Regions from separate parts of the Mus musculus genome. Here region 1 is linked to region 2. Evidence: chromatin contacts called from public promoter capture Hi-C data. All regions are on one chromosome and are shown on one strand. The core of a region is the stretch at or near the end of the contact, and the rest is flanking DNA. Distances in the headings are between cores, read along the strand shown. Region 1 holds the start of Adora1 (adenosine A1 receptor). Region 2 holds the start of Ppp1r12b (protein phosphatase 1, regulatory subunit 12B).

What was found. Promoter capture Hi-C pulls out the DNA fragments that hold promoters and counts their contacts.
Region 1: a contact with region 2 is called in a promoter capture Hi-C map of liver. The contact joins the promoter of Adora1 here to the promoter of Ppp1r12b in region 2. A contact is called at or near these places in 3 of 39 promoter capture datasets (cranial neural crest, liver and stem cell-derived epiblast-like cells).

Annotation. Positions count from the first base shown.
Region 1 is chr1:134,232,309-134,236,778 of GRCm38.p6, reverse strand. It overlaps Adora1 (adenosine A1 receptor), which reads left to right and starts at 1,322. Exons shown (of 2, transcript NM_001008533.3): 1 at 1,322-2,764. The coding sequence starts at 2,424.
Region 2 is chr1:134,954,231-134,958,516 of GRCm38.p6, reverse strand. It overlaps Ppp1r12b (protein phosphatase 1, regulatory subunit 12B), which reads left to right and starts at 2,577. Exons shown (of 24, transcript NM_001368827.1): 1 at 2,577-3,025. The coding sequence starts at 2,735.

The DNA of each region.
Region 1 (4,470 bases), core at 73-2,572, 720 kb after region 2:
AGAAAGAGCCAAGAGGCACAGATGCCATGCAGATCTCAGCCTCATGTCGCATGGTATGGGCAGGGGCAGGATGGCAGCTTGCTCTTAGGAGTAGGGAGGAATGGGAGGTAGGCAGGAAGGATGCCTGTCATGGATGAGCTGATCTTTTGTCATCAAACTCACAGTCCCCTGTTGTCTGAGGGTGGAAGTGGAAGTGAAGCCCTGGGTCTCCTGGAAGTGTCCTCCCCTCATTGGGCTTCTTTCTCTGGAGAAAACCGAATAGCTCCCACCCTTCCTCCCAGCCACCCAGGTTCCAGAGGAAACTGCTCCTTCCTGTGCTCCTGCAGCACACCCCAGCAGAAGTTGCTCTCCCTCCTGTGGGCAGAGCCCTTCTCCTCAGCTGGGATCCAGCAAGGGGGCAGCAGGTTGTAGGGTTTCCCCTAGCCTGACTCACCCAGCTACTGTACAGTGCAGACCCTTGACCAACAAACAGGATTTCTCAGGGTGGGATCTCTCTATAAGGCACTGAGAGGGAAGGCTTGGGGCTGTGCGTGAGCCAGTGATGAAGTGAGGGCCAGGGACACTGTGGGGGAGGGCGAGGTGGGGAGGGCACTGTGGGAAGGGCACTGTGCTGGTGCTTCAGTGTGTTAGTCTTTGGCAAGTTCCTTTCATTTCCCAGCCTGAATCTTTTTCTGGAGCACAAGGGATTGGACTAGATACTGTGTAGTCTTAGGTGCTGGGGCAGAAAGGAGAAGGAGAAGGAGGAGGAGGGGGAGGGGAAGGAGCATAGTAGTGTAACACTGACAGTGGGGGTCATTTCTCTGAGCCTCAGCATCCTCATCTGCAAAATGGAAATTACGAAGAGCCTGAAAAGCACTCTGAGCGATGGATGAGAAAGGGCTATGACTCAGGAGACTGCCTGCAAAGTAACGTGTGTGCGGGAAGCCTGTGCGCTCCTGACAGTGCTGGGACTGCTTTCCTGAAGAGAGTAGGTTTTAAGATTAGGGGAGGCGCCCAGATGCCAATGGTTGGTGGCGGTGGGAGACCAGAGAGGGGCCCTCTTGAGTCCCGCAGGTGATTAGGGCTTGGGCTGTCCGCCTGCTGCATTGAGAAGGGAGGGAGGGAGTAAGGGAAAGAGGGAACACGGGAATCGGCACCTCGGTACTGTCCCTGTCCCGAGGCCGGATCCATACATCACACCATTCGAGACGCTCACGTTTTCCCAGCTTTTCTCACACTGAATCACTTCCTTTGTTTAGAGGAGGGGGTAGGGGAGGAGACGGAGGGCGACGAGGGAGGGGCCCGCGGGTGCCGCCGCCGCCCCCGCCCCCGCCCCCTCCCCCTCCCGGTGTGCGGAGCCCGATTGTCACTCAGCTCCCGCGCCGGGGGCGACGAAGGCGCCGGCGCCAGAGTGGAGTCTCGGCTGGCTACCACCCCTTGGACATAACTGGCTAGCCCTGGGTTCCCCTGGCATCCTCTGAGGGAGCGACTGCCCAAGGTTTTGAGGTCTGGGGATACTTGGCTAGACAGTTCAGGTGGCCAGGCGCTCTGCCAGCTTTGGTGTGACCTTGGGTAAGTCTGTGGCTCAGTTCGTGCATCATGAGTGTGCAGGAAAGGGGTGGATGAAATGACTGGGGTGTCCCCCTTGGGGCAGTCGATGGGTAAGGATTCTGGGCAGAGCTGGAGCTGGACCAGGCTTCTGTTAAGAATCGGGCACCAGCGGCGTCCCAGGTGGGTGGGCACAGGGTAGGCGTGCGCGCACGCGGGGAATGGGAGCCGGTGGACCCGCCAGGTCCTGGGCTTAGTCCCTCAGAATCACGCCTGCCATCCAGTCCCAGGTACGAAACAGGGGCACTACCTCTTTAAAGGCGTCCGGGGCTGAGCCTCTGCCACACCATGTGATTGCTTGAAAGGCCGGGCTGGGAGCGCAGCGGCGGGAGCCTGGAGAACGATGAGCCGATGCGCGCGCGGTGCCCAGAACCCAACCCTGCCCGGCGCGGCTCCGGAAAGCCGCCCGGGGAACTTAGGGCAACGCCTTTGGGACCCCCTACCGGTTGGCAGGCAGGATGGTGAGCTCCTTGCCTCCGGGTCGGCGGACACCTGTGGGCACTGTGGATTCACAGGGGATCCTTGTGGAGTAAGTGTACAGGGAGCCACCTCACACCTGATACAAAAACCAGTGGTGGAGTGAGTGCTGCTATTTTAAGTTGCTGAATGGAACCTCTAAGGACAAGGGGAGGGGACAGAGGTTAAGCAGATAGTGAGCCTGAGTGTCTGGCCAGCTTGGGCAGGCACTGCATCACTTTACTGGGGCACATCTTCGCAGGGCTGCCTATGTCCCCCTCCTTCCCAGGCTGGCATCCCCACCGCAGGCTTCCTGACCACAGGTGCTGGCCTCGCGCCCCAGGGCGCCTGTCTGCTGATGTGCCCAGCTCCTGCCCACCATGCCGCCGTACATCTCGGCCTTCCAGGCTGCCTACATTGGCATCGAGGTGCTCATTGCCTTGGTCTCTGTGCCCGGAAATGTACTGGTGATTTGGGCTGTGAAGGTGAACCAGGCACTTCGCGATGCTACCTTCTGCTTCATCGTATCCCTGGCGGTAGCTGATGTGGCTGTTGGCGCCCTGGTCATCCCACTGGCCATCCTTATCAACATTGGGCCACAGACCTACTTCCACACCTGCCTCATGGTGGCCTGTCCTGTCCTCATCCTCACCCAGAGCTCCATCCTGGCTCTGCTTGCTATTGCTGTGGATCGGTACCTCCGAGTCAAGATCCCTCTCCGGTGAGTTCATAGCAGCCCAAGGTACTCTGTGCAACCCTGTGTGGGGCTTGGGGATGAGCAAGAGAAGATGAAAGTCAGCACACATAAGCCTCCTAGTCAGCCAGGTATTCTCCGGGCATTTGGATCCCAGCCCAAAGTGCCTTCCTGGGCTCTGTATGGGGATGTTCAGCAGAGCTGCAGTGAGAGAAACAGGAGGGGCTGGGTGTCAGAGAATTACCATCCTGACAGTGCCCATGACCTCAGTGCAGGGACCTGGAGCCTCTGCAACCAGAGAGTCTGAGGGAGCAGGTGAGGTCGGGCCTGGAGTGGGACTGGAACATTTGGAAGGGCTGGCAAGACAAGGGACAGCCAGTATAGGCTTGTGAATGATCTGGGTTCCACCGGACTGGGAAAGGAGGAGAGAAAAGCTTCAGGAGAGAGATGAGGACATGCAGAGGGTGGCACACCAGGACCCAGGGTGCTGCTGCTTCTCGGACCAGACCAAGCTGGCTTCCAGAAGGCACTGTTTAGCTCACTTGTTCGGCAAATGTTTCTGTACCAGCCAACTCCACCCTCCGCGCTGTCCTGCTGAGCCCAGAGGGCTAGTTGCCTCTGCCCAGCCTCCCCTGAGGCAGGGAGCAGGCTGGTGTTGCCCTTCCTGTTCTGGCTGTTGCCTGCGGAGATGCTTTTGCTGTTTCTAGGCAGCTCAGGGTGGGAAGCCTAATGGTGACACCCCTCATAGTGGGGGGTCCATCTCCCTTGAGGATCCCTGCCCAGGCCTACCAAGCCATAATCTTGGCACCAGGCACTGCCTGGGTCACCAAATGCCAGCAAGTGCCTGGGCACCCTGCCAGGAACTGGCTCTGCTGGGACACTCTTTTGAGTGTGTTTCCCCCTTCTTTGAATTCTTGTCACCAGTAGGTTCTCTAAGGGTGAGCTTTAGCCATCTTCAGCACCTGCTGTTTTATGCAGCTTCCTCCTTCCCCTATCTGGAACCTGGGGCCTCTGGCCTCCCTTGGCAGTGTGCCTGGGCAGGCCTGGGCACCGGTAGTCCTCCCTTTGGTCACGTTTAAGCACGTTTCACTTTTCCCAGCCTCTTTTCGTGTCACACGCTCCCTCGCTCCCTGTGTCCAGTGTGGGAGGCGGGGCAGGAACTGGAAGAGAGGAAGCAGGCTCAAGGGATCTCCCTGGAGTCAGGTGTGGAGAGCGTTATCCAACCATGTCCTCCCTCTGATTCCTGAGCCTGGAACTCCCCCCCCCCCCCCATGTCAGCCTCTCCCTATCACTCCCAGCCTACCTCCCTCACGGCCCCAAGGTTTCCCAAGGAAGGTGGGGGCACAGGCTGCTGCTGTTCCAGGGGAAAGGAAACAGCCCAGAAGCCTGGCAAGCTCTGTTCCCAGGGCCTTTCACGCTGCCATTAGCCCCGGGCTGCTGGCCTGTACCAGTCAAGCTAGTCTCAGTCCATTAGATGGGCTGGGCCTCAGTGTTCGACCATTACAACAGTGTGGCCACATTAGAAACGCACGCAGATGGGCAGACAGAGGAAGGCTGCTCAAGAAAGTCTTCCTGCTGGGTGGGTGCCAAGGCAAGTTACAGGCCCTGTCCTTCCTACCCGGTGGGCCTGGGACATTGAAGTGACCGAGCTGGTGGGAATTGCAGGCTCATTCGTCCCAGAGACAGCTGAGGCTACTTTGAAGCAAGTGGTGGTGGGGTCAAGGCTCTAAGAG
Region 2 (4,286 bases), core at 1,328-3,827:
TGTCAGCTCACTGAACAAGTTTGATAGCTTAAGTTTCTTAAATACTCTTAAAAAAATGTAAAGATTCATGTATTGCCAGGGCCCTGCCCCAGCACGTTGATAGGGTGGCCTCAACCCCCCTACAGAAAGATAGCTTTGAATTTCTGATCCATTTGCTCCCACGTTCAGAGTGCTATAATTACAGACAAAAACTTTTTAAAAGATTTATTTATTCCTTATATATACACGAATACATTGCAGGTGTCTTCAGACACACCAGAAGAGTGCCTCGGATCCCATTACAGATGGTTGTGAGCCACTATGTGGTTGCTGGGATTTGAACTCAGGACCTCTGGCAGAGCAGTCAGTGCTCTTAACCCCTGAGCCACCTCTCCAGCCCACAGACAAATGTTTTTGACTGGTTTATGTCAGACCATCATTCTGAAAACTAAGGTACATCCCCAGCCCCAAGACTGAGTTATTGTTAAATTTTAAGCTTATAAAAAAACAAAACAAAATATGGTGGCTTATTCCTGGCCCTTGGGAGGCCAAAGTGGGAGGAATATCATGGGGTTCTTGACAACCTAAACAGTAGAGAACCATTCTCAAAAAACAGTAATTTAAATAAAGAATGAAAGAAAGGACAGAGGGGGGAGGAGGGAGGAAGGGAGAGGGGAAGGGAGGAAGGGAGAGAGAGAGAGAGAGAGAGAGAGAGAGAGAGAGAGAGAGAGAGAGAGAGAGAGAGAGAGAGAGAGAATATACAAAAAGAACAGAGTCAAACCACGGGAAGTGGAAGCAGGAGGATCAGGATCTCACATTCATCTTTGACCAGCCTGAGTAAATGAGACTCCATCTCAAACCAAACAAAACAGAACATAGTCCCACAAGGTGTAACATTATTGGTCCCTGAAAATTTTATCCTACTTTAAAAGGTCTTACTAGAAGCCAGTCTATTGGCAAAGTAGGATGCAGCAGTGAAATGCAAAACTGAGTGGCTGTTGTTTACCAGGGCCGTGCTATTAAACCAGGGCAGGAGGGCTGCAAGAAGCTCACGGCTACATCATCTCTCCTAGTTTCTCTATGTGTTTGTATTTGAGGCAGTCTCCTTCTGCTGCTTTGGCTGGTCTCTCTCTCTCTCTCTCTCTCTCTCTCTCTCTCTCAAGATTTATTTTACTATATGTAAGTACACTGTAGCTGTCTTCAGACACACCAGAAGAGGGCATCAGATCTCATTACAGATGGTTGTGAGCTATCTGGTTCAAAGTCATCCTTTGCTGCATAGGCAGTTCCTGGCTGGCCTGGATGACGTGACACTTAGTCTCAATAAAACAAAAGCTTTTTAACAAGTAATGAGATTTTCTTGGTAATTTGTCGACATGTCAACCCATGTAGTTGCTGGGATTTGAAATCAGGACCTTCAGAGGAGCAGTCATTGCTCTTAACTGCTGAGCCATCTTGCCAGCCTGGTCTCAGACTCTTGATCCTCCAAGATAACAGGTGCGTGTCACCATGCCTGGTTCCTACGTTATCTTGGTATCAATATCTCTCTTATCAATTTGGCAGAGTTCTATTTGAGAACTTGGGTAATTTTAATTATTAATAAGAAGAGGTTCCATGTTGACAAATTACCAAGAAAATCTCATTACTTGTTAAAGAGCTTTTGTTTTATTGAGACTAAGTGTCACGTCGTCCAGGCCACCGGGAACTGCCTATGCAGCAAAGGATGACGTTGAATGTCTTGCCTTTTGTGGTTTGTTTTTCACAGGGGAATAGATTTGACAGGTTTCACTCTGTAGCCCAGGCTAACCTTGAACTCACAGTGTAGTCCAGGTTGCTCTAAAACTCCTGGCAACCTGGGTGCAGGGGTTACAGGTGTGAGTTGCCTGGCATTACTTATTTCTTCAACATTTGATTCCTAGTTTATTCCAATAGAAAATGAGCAACGGGCAAGTGTTCATTTGTTAGGAAATAATAAAAGTTCTTTTTTCTGATGACCTAATCGTGTTCACATTTTGTGTGTGTGTGTGTGTGAAATTTGTGAAATGAAAAATTTCAACAGTCAGGAATCTTTTTGGACCTGGAGTGAATGTCATATTGAAAATAATTTATGTAAAACTATAATACTGTATGTGTATGCATACTTTTCTCCATGCACGTTCATAACTAATACATGTTAATAAAACTAGATGTAAAAAAAAACAGGACATGAAATATCATCCTTCTGTTACTTCATGTTTAGTCTTCTTTTCTAGAAAATAAGGGTAATTACTGCTGCTTTTTCCACTCTTGAAGTGTTAAGTGACTATTAGGGAGGGAGTTCAGCTTAGTGATCGCAGCAATAAAAAAAACTACGATTCCCAAAATGCTTAGAGAAAGAGGATGCCACCGGTCTGGGAGACAGTTGCAGCTTCTTCCAGGCATAGGTGCTAGATTCCCCCTCGGAGGAGGGTGCAGCTTGTCCTTGACTGGTTTGTAATGCATCCAGGGATGTGTAGTTCCCGTAGGGCTCCAGTGCGCCCTCAGGGCAGGTCTCCTACTACAAGTCCCGTACTGACGCGGGGTTGGGCAGCGCGTGCGTGCTGAAGCTAAGGGAGCATGTGGGCGGTGCTACTAGCGGGAGGAGTAAAGATGGCGGCGCGGGGGCCTCCGCCTTCATTCCCTGGCTGAAGCCCTCCGAGGGAGGCGGCAGTGGCCACACAGGGCTACCAACAGTCTTGTGGTGGTACTTTTGGCAGCAGCTGCGGAAGCTCGAGCAATGGCGGAGCTGGAGCACCTGGGAGGGAAGCGAGCAGAGTCGGCGCGAGCGCGGCGGGCTGAGCAGCTGCGGCGCTGGCGAGGCTCGCTGACAGAGCAGGAGCCCGCGGAGCGACAGGGCGCGGGGCGCCAGCTGCAGACCAGACGCGGGAGCCCCAGGGTCCGCTTCGAAGACGGTGCGGTCTTTCTAGCTGCCTGCTCCAGCGGGGACACGGACGAGGTGAAAAAGCTTCTGGCAAGAGGTGCGGACATCAACACGGTCAACGTGGACGGCTTGACAGCCCTGCACCAGGTAGGACTTCTCTTTCTGTTGTGTGGGGTCTTTGACCTGCAAGCTTGTGACCCCGGTGAGTTGCCTCACCAAGAGTATATATAGTGTCACCGCAAAGCCCTCTTGCAAAGACCATGCCACTTCAGTCAACTCACATTCTTGGCCACCCTCTTCCACTCATAACCAGGGTGTGGGTCTTTACTTGAAGGACTGGTGTCACCCGGGTGACTGGTCAGTGTTTGTATTTCCCTCCACCTACTTGGGTTGTCATGGTGACTGATGATTTGGTCCTTGGTGTTATCTTTATAGATTAGTCATCTTTACTTCTCTCCTGTGCCTGTACCTCATGCCACTCACACTGTCATTAGCCTGCTCCCCTTTCAGAAAATTCAACTTTCTATTTGCGTGGCCTAGTTATTAAAATGTCTTAGGGTCAATTAAAGGGAAACCCCACTAGTGGATGGAGACAGGCAGCTTTTTTGAAACGCCACTTGTTTTGCTGATGTGTGATTTGTGTCTTCTCCAGGCCACCCTTAGAACACCCTTGACCTCATTGTTATGGGTGTCTCATTTTCTCTACAGCAGCACTACTTCAGTCAGGGACAGAATTATTTCTGTCTAGGACTTATGGAGTAGGCTTTCAACTTTATTTCTGAATCTGTCTGTAGAAATGGTAACCTTCGAAAAAAGAAATGACTATATATACGAGTTACAGGTAATCTGAGAGTTCTTGTGCTTAATAATAACGCCTTGATTTCTCTCACTTATGCAACAATATTCTCTGTATACTGACTGTCATAACTCCACCCTCTCTCCCCATTTGAACTTCGCCAGTTATTTTGGTGAGCTGAGACCTGGGCACCCACTCTTTTCTCTTCTCGTCTCTTCTCTTTCTTTCCTTCTCTCTTTTCTTTCTCTCTTTTCTTTCTTTCTTTTTTCCTTCCTTTTTCCTCTTCCTCTTCCTTCACCTCTCTTTTATTTTTATTTTATTTTATTTTATTTTATTTTTAAAAAACAACCACACAGATGCTCATGTAGTTCAGGTTGACTTAGAACTCTCCATGTAGCTGATCCATCTGCCTCTATGTCCCCAGTGCTGGGACTGCAAAGTCTGGGCAGTGCTGAGGATCAAGCCAGGCAAGAACTCTACCGACAGAGCTACATCCACAGCTCACAGCTCTCTTTCTTAGTTTTCCTTTGCTGTATGTGCAACCTGAATGAGTGCACATAAGATTCAACTTTTTGTCGGGTGGTGATGACCATGCCTTTAATCCCAGAACAT